Linked DNA regions of Hordeum vulgare: region 1 is linked to region 2. A link is a contact called in public Hi-C data. All regions are on one chromosome and are shown on one strand. The core of a region is the stretch at or near the end of the contact, and the rest is flanking DNA. Distances in the headings are between cores, read along the strand shown. Region 1 holds the start of LOC123427012 (eukaryotic translation initiation factor 4B1). Region 2 holds the start of LOC123427010 (isocitrate dehydrogenase [NAD] regulatory subunit 1, mitochondrial-like).

Region 1 (4,851 bases), core at 1,097-3,596, 610 kb before region 2:
TTATTCAAAATATACTCCATCAAATTATGGACCGGAGTAAGCAGTTAATTAGCTAGAAACTTTATAAAATTTACTTAACCTTGTATGATGTGGTTATCAAATTTTATGTCTAAAGTAGAATGCAGATTACAAAATGAAAATAAATAAATAAAATAACTCGGGTCACAGGATACTAGCAAATTAGCAAGACAAGAATATTTCGGGAGCCTTCTTCTCACAATCACATAATGCAGCATTTTGTATGAAAAAAAAATATGACTAAAACAAATATTCGACATACCTCTAGAATCTCAGTAACCTATAAAAGACTCTACATTCAAGGCTTGCTATCCATGGGTCATGGCATCAAAAAACAATGACATAAATTTATTGCCAAAAGGCATGCTATACTTGCAGAATATGACCGGCATTCCCTGCAACCCTCGCTCAGTTGCTTACATACTTTCATATCCACAAGGAAGTGACAACATCGAAAAGCTTAAATGCAATCGTCTAGGCAAACAGGTTTCCATATTACCACTAGATTCAGGACAAACAATATTATATTTAGCCATAGCATTGATGTAAATTTCAACATACAATACTCTACGTCAATTCAGATAACTTCATAATATCCACGATCCAAGATGAAAAGATGCCTAAAATCACCAGAAGTAACTTCACATTTGTTATTGTGGGATTTATAAAACAAATGTATTAGAAATTGAGCATTGATTTTCTGACAAAATTGCATATAAATTTTGTCATAGTGGTCAGTTTCAAACTTACAGCAAGCATACTCAGATATGCCAAAGGCCAGCCAGTTGTTGCTTAGCAAAATTATTTCTTTTGCGCAAGTTTATAACATTCTTACTCATTATGTCAGCACTTCCAGTTATATATTATGAAAAGAAGCACTACATGTTATCAAGAGGCGGGCTAAAATATAACATACCTATTAATTGAACGATGCTCCAGCTCAAGGTCAATTTTCCTCCAGTCTTTTCCTTTCTCCTGCAACACCACTTCCCGTGGCTTGGCATCACCGAATGGATTTACCTTTGGCCGTGCTCTTGGTGCTCCCTCACTCCCAACTGCAGAGACCTGTGATCCAGGGCTCCCAGGGCGGGAGGAATGTGCGCTGTTCGGCCTACTGGAGTGCGAGCTAGTAGGCCGACTGGTTTTCTTCTCAATGTCACCCTCCATCTTCCTCCAATCAAGGCCCTTCTCAGCCAGCACCTCCTCACGGGGCTTTGCAGCTCCGAAGGGGCTTGGTCTGCTACGTGTGACCTCAGCAGCTGGCACAGCAGCCGCTGAGGGATCACGTTTTGGTGGATTGAGGTTGAGGCGCGGCCTATCACCATTGTTGGTCATAGTAGGGGCAGAGACGCCACCGCGGACCCAGCGATCAGAGTCAGATGGCCCTGGTGAGTCACGGAAACCGCCACCAGATGATTCTCGGAAACCACCACCAGATGATTCGCGGAAACCACCACCAGATGATTCGCGGAAACCACCGCCTGGTGATTCACGGAAACCACCGCCGGTTCCAAGGCTAGGGTAGCGCGACGGGAGTGGCTTCTTGTCGCGCGACCAGTTGTCTATGTCATCTGAGCGGCCGAGCGGAGACGCGCCACTGAGTCTATCACGCCGGCCAGAGTCGGTAGGAGCCGGCGAGAAACTCTTGTTCTTGCCCCAGTCGTCCGACTCGTCGGCGCGGGAGCGCATATCGAGATCCGAATCCCTGCTGGGCCGGCGTTCGTCGTCGAATCCGCCGCCGCGCTCCCTGTCGCCGCCATAGGAGCGGAACCCGCGGGATCGGTCCTGCTCTTCCTCGGAGCGCTCCCTTGGGCCGGTGGGGAGCATCATCATCTCCTGCGGGGTGAGGCCCTTGGGCTCAGCGGGGGCGGCGCGGCGAGGCGCGCCGGCGGCCCCATAGGTGGTGAACTCCGAGAGGGAGAGGGTGGTGCCCTTCTTCTTCTTCTGCTTGCCGCCGCCGGCGACGACGGCCTCCTTGAGGCTGGGGAAGCTGGCGGCGCCGCCCGCGGCGGCGGGCGGGTCGGGCGCGGGGAAGGACGCGGCGTGCTCGCGCTCCTCGTCCTCGCGCTCAGCGTCGAGCGCCCAGGCGCCGACGCCGCCCCAGGGCTTGGCCATGGCGTCGGCTTCGCGCTGCTGCTGGCGAGATCTAGGGTTGGGTCGGTGCTCAGGAGCGAACAATCGAGGGGGCGATTCGTTTGGGTGCGTTGTTGGGTTGGGTGGGTCTGAGCTGGGGGGTTGGCTGTGCTTTTGATTCTGACGGAACGGGAGGCCGTCGTGACCCACTCGTGGACGGTCGTGGCTCCGCCGTCGGATCGAGCTCGGCTTTCCTCTGTTCTCTCCTGTCTGTATACGGCTGGGAATAATAAACAACGTAAAGGCGTCTCATGCTTATATCATCTGAAATCTCGTGATTTCCGTGTATACATTTTAAAAATACCTATATATTAGTACTTGATTCAGAGTTTTGTAAAAGATTCAAACTTAATATCAAAATTCACGGAAGTACTGAGTACCTCAAACATAATAAAACTTACATCGAAATTCCGAGTTCACCGAATGATCACTATCGCCACCGGAATGAGCCGTCGATGTTGTTATTATCGCTCTTCTATCGGAGAAGGTTTAACTTTGTTGATGACAGTCAGAAAAGTTTGATACACATGCTCCAAGGACCACCGCCCTCGAGCCGTTGTCGCTTTTATTGACCCTTTCAACAAATCTGAAACACTCCACATCAAATCTCTTCACACGATAAGAAACACTACCCTCACTGCCACGAGGAGATGGTGGAATTCTATGCCAGTGCTCCATCAATTACGTCCAGATGGACGAGCTCGAGGAGGATCGAAGCCCGAAAGATATACTCGATGATAAAGCGTAGTCATCTGTTCAAACATCAACATGCGAGGACTTAACAATCCTGACCTAACCTACTAGCCAGAGCAGGGCATCAAGATTTCACTCCCTCGTGAGGACCTGCAAGGGCACGAAGCTATCACAATTCACGATAAGTAGAGTATATTGATCCCACATGAAGGGATTGCACACTTAACTACCAACCACACAACTATGTCGACACACAAATGGTTACGTTCACAACCAAAGCGTTATGTGAAAATATTCTACTCAGTGGTAGCTAGCGAAAACAATAATAATGGTAGTTTTGTCTAATCAACTAAGCAAAAGGTAACACGTGAATAAAACAGTGAATGCTCTCAAGGTGTTCAAAATCATTACTACCCACACGTTCTACGGATATCTAAACCATTTTCATATATTTCTTTGTGGGTGGAACCTGGTACGGTATAGAACGTCAAGCGTAGTCAATTGTATCATGCATGCCACCATTGTTCCTTCCCTAACATGTTACCATTGGATAACTGATAGAAAAACAAATAATCATGTCGTTATTCATGGCATCATCAATACATAGGCATTATGTCTGCAATAAGTATACCGTTAAACTTACTAATGCCTACTATTGTTACTCCATCAATCAACCGTCATCGAGCATGCATCTACGATATTAAGTTCATAACAAACAGGGTAATGCTTTAAGCAAGATGACATGATGTAGACAAACCAAGACCAAATAATATGTCTAGACCCCATCATTTTATCCTTAATAGCAACAATATGAATACGTGTCTTGGTACTCCTCCCGAGACAGAATGAGGACACCGCATGATTGAACCTACAAGTATGCAACACTCCCTCTAAAGATCTACTCATCTACTTGGCCATAACAAACTTATACATTAGAAAGCATGCATAGCTATGAAATAACACATAATAAATCTCAGATTGGATCAATTACTTTCTGTTGGAAATATGCCCTAGAGGCAATAATAAAATAGTTATTATTATATTTCCTTGTTCATGATAATCGTTTATTATCCATGCTAGAATTGTATTGATTGAAACTCAAATACATATGTGGATACATAGACAACACACTGTCCCTAGTGAGCCTCTAGTTGACTAGCTCGTTGATCAAAGATGGTCAAGGTTTCCTAGCCATAGACAAGTGTCGTCACTTGATAACAGGATCACATCATTAGGAGAATGATGTCATGGACAAGACCCAAACTATGAACGTAGCATATTATCGTGTCATTTTATTGCGGTTGTTTTCTGCATGTCAATGTATCTGTTCCTATGACCATGAGATCATGCAACTCCCAGACATCGGAGGAATACCTTGTGTGTATCAAACGTCGCAATGTAACTGGGTGATTATAAAGGTGCTCTACAGATATCTCCGACGGTGTGTGTTGGGTTGGCGTGAATCAAGACTGGGATTTGTCGCCCCGTGTGACGGAGAGGTATCTCGAGGCCCACTCGGTAATACAACATCACAACAAGCCTTGCAAGCAATGTGACTAAAGAGTTAGTTACGGGATCTTGTATTACGGAACGAGTAAAGAGACTTGTCGGTAACGATATTGACCTAGGTATAGAGATATCGACGATCGAATCTCGGGCAAGTAACATACCGATGGACAAAGGGAATAGCGTACGGGATTAACTAAATCCTTGACACAGAGGTTCAACCGATAAATATCTTCGTGGAATATGTAGGATCCAATATGGGCATTTAGGTCCCGCTATTGTATATTGACCGGAGAGTGTCTCAGGTCATGTCTACATAGTTCTCGAACCCGTAGGGTTTGCACACTTAAGGTTCGGTGACGTTTTGACATTATTGAGTTATGTGTGTTGGTAACTGAAAGTTGTTCGGAGTCCCGAATGAGATCCCGGACGTCACGAGGAGTTCCGAAATGGTCCGAAGACGAATATTGATATATTGGAAGTCTCGTTTTGGTCACCGAA
Region 2 (4,874 bases), core at 698-3,197:
GAATACTTCAATGTCGTTTACAGATTCAGGTTTTAACATGTCTTCAGATTTAACAGGATGCATTGTTTTATGCTATTTTTATCATTTTGATGTTGCTGTCTCTACCAGTTCATTCCTTCATCATCTGTTTTGCAAGGATTGTCTTTAGATATATTACTGAGATCGGCACCAACTTTTTTTGTTTACTGTGTCTGTGCTAATGTTTTTTGTAGGAACATAAGAATTCACTGGCAAGGAGAAAAATTGCCGGGTTGAAGTAAGGGCAGAGATCTTGTTCTCAGCAAGGTATACCTGACTTACCTATTACTTTGTTTCATACATGTGACTTCTATTCTGGATCGTTATGGTATTCAGTTACTAGTTTCTTTTGCACCCTCACTTGACACTTACCTATTCCTTCACTATTGGTTGGTTGAACTTGAATGATTCTACAGCATCACCTGATTAATTCTTATTCTTCTGTTTGTATCTTAGTACTACTCGCTCCGTCTCAAAATAAGTGTCGCAAAGTTGACACTAAATTAGTACAAATTTTGTACTAGACCAGCGACACTTATTTTGGGACGGAGGGAGTATTTGTTTTCTTGCACGTGTGTGTTGGGCTAACACACTGGAGTAGGGATCTTGCTTTCCATGTACTCTCGACCGCTAGTGAATAAGTATTCTTGTTCTTAGGGAGTAGTATTTGATTATAAAATGTTGTGTCTTCAGTGCCCACTTATTTTCCGCTGTGCTGTGCGGTGGTATAACCGTATAAATGTTTAATGCACGTTATCTGGGATCATCAATGAGAAGACCCTTAATCTGAATTTTAAGGTCTCCACATTCACTCTCCAGCACATAGCAGATTGTAATGCTTGATTTGAATGTTAGTGGTGACCCTTGATTGTGACTAGCGGTCTGATGGTACGTTGAAATTACTAGAAGCTTGTTATGACTTTCTTTTCGTCTTGTTTTGCAGCGCGTAGAGGCTCTGTAAGAGAGGTCGCAAGATTCGAAGCCGGGATCTTTGAACTGTATCTTGAGTTGAAATGCCCTTGGATATCTGAATGCACTAGTTTGTCCATGCTATGCAGATTCAAGTCCCATTTGGGTTTGCCATTCTAGTATGCTTTTATTTTATATCCAGTGGAGCTGTGACTTGGTGCTAGTTGGTGCCTGGTTACCGAATCAGCGTTCATCGACCCATGCTTAAAGTAGCATTGCTGACCCTCTTTGATACTGTATCAGAAGATGTTAAATACTCAATATAAGAGCATGGTTAATAGTAGTATAGTCAACAATCCACATCACCTATAGCCAACCTAATAGCCAACATGTACAATAACTAGTTATTAAAATGCGTTATAAAAAGTTATTAAAATGCACTCCCTCCGTAACGAAATATAAGACGTTTTTGCTGTTAATTGCTTGAATTATCAATATACATGTATCAAAAAGAAAGAAAGAAAGATAAAACTTAGCTGATGTGATACCTTCTTTTTTTTGAGGAAAAGAAAGAAAGAAAGATAAAACTTAGCTGATGTGATACCTTCTTTTTTTTGAGGAAACCTGATGTGATAGTTTCATTTGCTTGATCGCTCGCTTGCATTGCATGAGGTCACTGGGTTCAAAGTTCCATTTGTCTCTACGTTTCCGCTCCGTACCAGCACGATTGTACTTCCTCTGTCCCAACGTTTTTTTACACTACATTAGTATAAAAATGTATTCTTATATTACGGACGGAGGGAGTACTATTTTCTGTGCGTTGACATTGTCGACCATTTTCTTCTCAACCGAAAAAGATATACGTCCTAGTTCCGTTGATGGCGATGGGCCCCGCTTGCCAGAGACGTGCCTCCCATCCCATTCTTGCGGAGGAGGCTTTTAAAGGTTATAGCGAATACCCAACAATCTCAAGGACCGAACCGCAAAACAGCTCAAGTAGTGGCCATCTCCACCGTCCCTTTCTCCCTCCCCCGTCCCGGTCTCCTCCCTCTTTCGGTCTCGGAATCCTTCCTCCCTCCCCTCCCCTCCGTGTCGCCCGCGCTCCGCCGGATCGCAATTCCGCATCCGCCCGCCGCAGCCCCAGCCTGCCACCCATGGCGCGGCGATCCGCACCGCTCCTCCGCCGCCTGGTCGCCTCCGCGCCGTCCCTCCCTGGCCACGGCGGCGGCGCGCGCCGCACGGTGACCTACATGCCCCGGCCGGGCGACGGCACCCCGCGCCCCGTCACGCTCATCCCGGGCGACGGCATCGGGCCCCTCGTCACAGGCGCCGTGGAGCAGGTCATGGAGGCCATGCACGCGCCCGTCTACTTCGAGACATACGACGTCCACGGCGACATGCCCGCCGTGCCGCCCGCGGTCATCGAGTCCATCCGCCGCAACAAGGTCTGCCTCAAGGGCGGCCTCGCCACCCCCGTCGGCGGGGGCGTCTCCTCCCTCAACATGCAGCTCCGCAAGGAGCTCGACCTCTTCGCCTCCCTCGTCAACTGCGCCAACGTCCCCGGCCTGCCCACCAGGCACAAGAACGTCGACATCGTCGTCATCAGGGAGAACACCGAGGGCGAGTACTCGGGCCTCGAGCACGAGGTCGTCCCGGGGGTCGTCGAGAGCCTCAAGGTATGCCTGATCGTTCGCTCCCTGTTGTTTGTTTGGAAAATTCACCTCCAGTCCTTCACCTGTTCATTGGTTGACGTCTGGTGTGCCCTTTTTTTTTGTCGTTGGCTCTATTGCTGGTACATGGTATATGATCGGTGGATTTGGCATATCATAGTTAGTTAGTATACATGGTCAAGAGGAAGGTTTTCCGTTGCAAAGTTGCCACTGTCAGAGTAGATATATGATTTGTCTGTCATGAACTGATGCTGTCAGCCGGTTATCTACCACGATCCGTGTAAAACTGAGTTATCTGAATTTGTGACCAGGATGATGTAGATTACTAAGATGCTGTTAGAAATGAATGTACTGTTTGCTTGATAGTTTATATGATCATTGCAGTCATTCATGCCTCATAAGGTTGAAATTGCTGGTAGATCCGTGTAATAAAACTGTCAAATGCGGACTGCAAATCCTCAGTCTCGTTCTGGCAAGAATTGTGCTCCAGTGATTCACATGTGCTCCGGTTGTCCAAACTTGTGGTGTAGCTTAGCAGGTTTGTAGAAACCAATTTATCTGAACTATTGGGTCGGTGTTAACCAGGTAAATGATGGCGGTATTGTCTGTATTTGAGTAATTTCCTTGTTTACTGAGAAGTTGTAATATTCATTTAACATTATGCATTTGCGCTTGACTGGGCTTCAAAACTCATTTCCGAATTTATGAATGGAGTAATCAGTACAAAACTCTGTAGGCCTTATCTAGAATACACTGTCGTTATGTTGGTCAAACCATGATGTGACTGCCGTGAGGTTGGTATCTGGATGTATTTATCCCAGGAGATAATAGCCAATAGGTACTCCCGTCCCAAATACACAGATGGGTGAACTTGGCGTCTATTGACCTATAGATTCATGTGCGTATGCTATATCAACAGAACATGAATATCATGAGGTTAGATTGGTTTCCATTATTTGCAAATAGACCAAGATACGCAAAAAATGTGCCCTGTCTATGTTCAGAATATTCATCATATATGTGCTTATTTTCTTGCATTTATGTTTCCATGCAAGCCAATTATCAGTCCTGTCTTAGATGATGTGAGTTTGCTCAAAACATTATCTATGAAAACAATTGCTCGACTTGTGCTTTCCTTTTAAGTCTGTTTTGTTGCCTTTTTGTTACTCTTACTGATTGGGTTTAGGTGATCACGAAGTTTTGCTCTGAGAGGATTGCCAAATATGCCTTCGAGTATGCTTACCTTAACTACCGGAAGAAAGTCACAGCAGTGCATAAAGCAAACATCATGAAACTTGCTGATGGTTTGTTCTTGGAGTCTTGCCGTGAGATTGCCGCTAAATATCCAAGTATTGAGTATAACGAAATCATTGTTGACAACTGCTGCATGCAACTTGTTTCAAGGCCTGAGCAATTTGATGTTATGGTATGTATCTTATTATCCTGGTATTCTCAGATGCTCCTATTAAGTAAACCATTCCTTGGGGTTACTGCAGATTTTCTAACTTCTATCTTTCCATTCTTTTGATAGGTTACGCCTAACCTTTACGGCAATTTGGTTGCCAACACAGCTGCAGGTCTTGTTGGAGGAACAGGTGTCATGCCAGGAGGTAAGATGAAATCTTACTTTGTTTCCATGGTCAGTTCATACTATGAGTGGTTAATTGGATTAACTTGGTCGATTGCGAGAAATGCTGGTCAACACTTACTTCCTGGTATTCTTGAATTCTTTGCTGGGGGCCCACTAGTGCGACATGCCTAGTGTGTTGTAGTGGCACATGATTTTGACCCTCTTCCGCTCTTTTGGAACAAATTAATAAAATTTAACTTAACACCTCCTTTTTTTGCTATATGAACTACATATAGGTTTATTCTTGTAAGCCAACATAAGTTTGAGGTTTATATTGATCCATGGATGCTGTGTTTATGTTGCAGGTAATGTGGGTCAGGATCATGCCATCTTCGAGCAAGGTGCTTCTGCAGGAAATGTGGGAAACGACAATCTTGTAGAGCAGCAGAAAGCAAACCCTGTCGCCCTGCTCCTGTCGTCCGCGATGATGTTGAGGCATTTGCAGTTCCCGTCATTCGCTGACCGTCTGGAAACTGCGGTGAAGCGCGTCGTTGCAGAAGGCCAGTACAGAACAAAGGATCTAGGCGGCACCAGCACCACCCAGGAAGTTACTGATGCAGTGATCGCTAATCTGGATTAGATACCTGATGCACCGCTGAAGGATCGATTCTTTTGGAGGACTGGTTTAAAAGTCCCAACTTCTGAGT

The links. Hi-C and Micro-C count contacts between places; a contact is called where the count stands out from the background.
Region 1: a Hi-C map of seedling shows a contact between it and region 2, with 5 times the contacts expected there. The contact joins the promoter of LOC123427012 here to the promoter of LOC123427010 in region 2. A contact is called at or near these places in 3 of 6 Hi-C or Micro-C datasets (leaf and seedling) and 1 of 1 datasets of contacts at active chromatin or transcription factors (embryo).

The regions. Positions count from the first base shown.
Region 1 is chr2H:528,366,769-528,371,619 of MorexV3_pseudomolecules_assembly, reverse strand. It overlaps LOC123427012 (eukaryotic translation initiation factor 4B1), which reads right to left and starts at 2,346. Exons shown (of 3, transcript XM_045110941.1): 1 at 935-2,346. The coding sequence starts at 2,133.
Region 2 is chr2H:527,758,630-527,763,503 of MorexV3_pseudomolecules_assembly, reverse strand. LOC123427010 (isocitrate dehydrogenase [NAD] regulatory subunit 1, mitochondrial-like) reads left to right here and starts at 1,947. Exons shown (of 4, transcript XM_045110939.1): 1 at 1,947-2,603; 2 at 3,796-4,023; 3 at 4,129-4,207; 4 at 4,533-4,874. The coding sequence starts at 2,082. The coding sequence ends at 4,807. It overlaps LOC123427011, which reads left to right. Exons shown (of 3, transcript XM_045110940.1): 2 at 213-285; 3 at 962-1,273. The coding sequence ends at 260.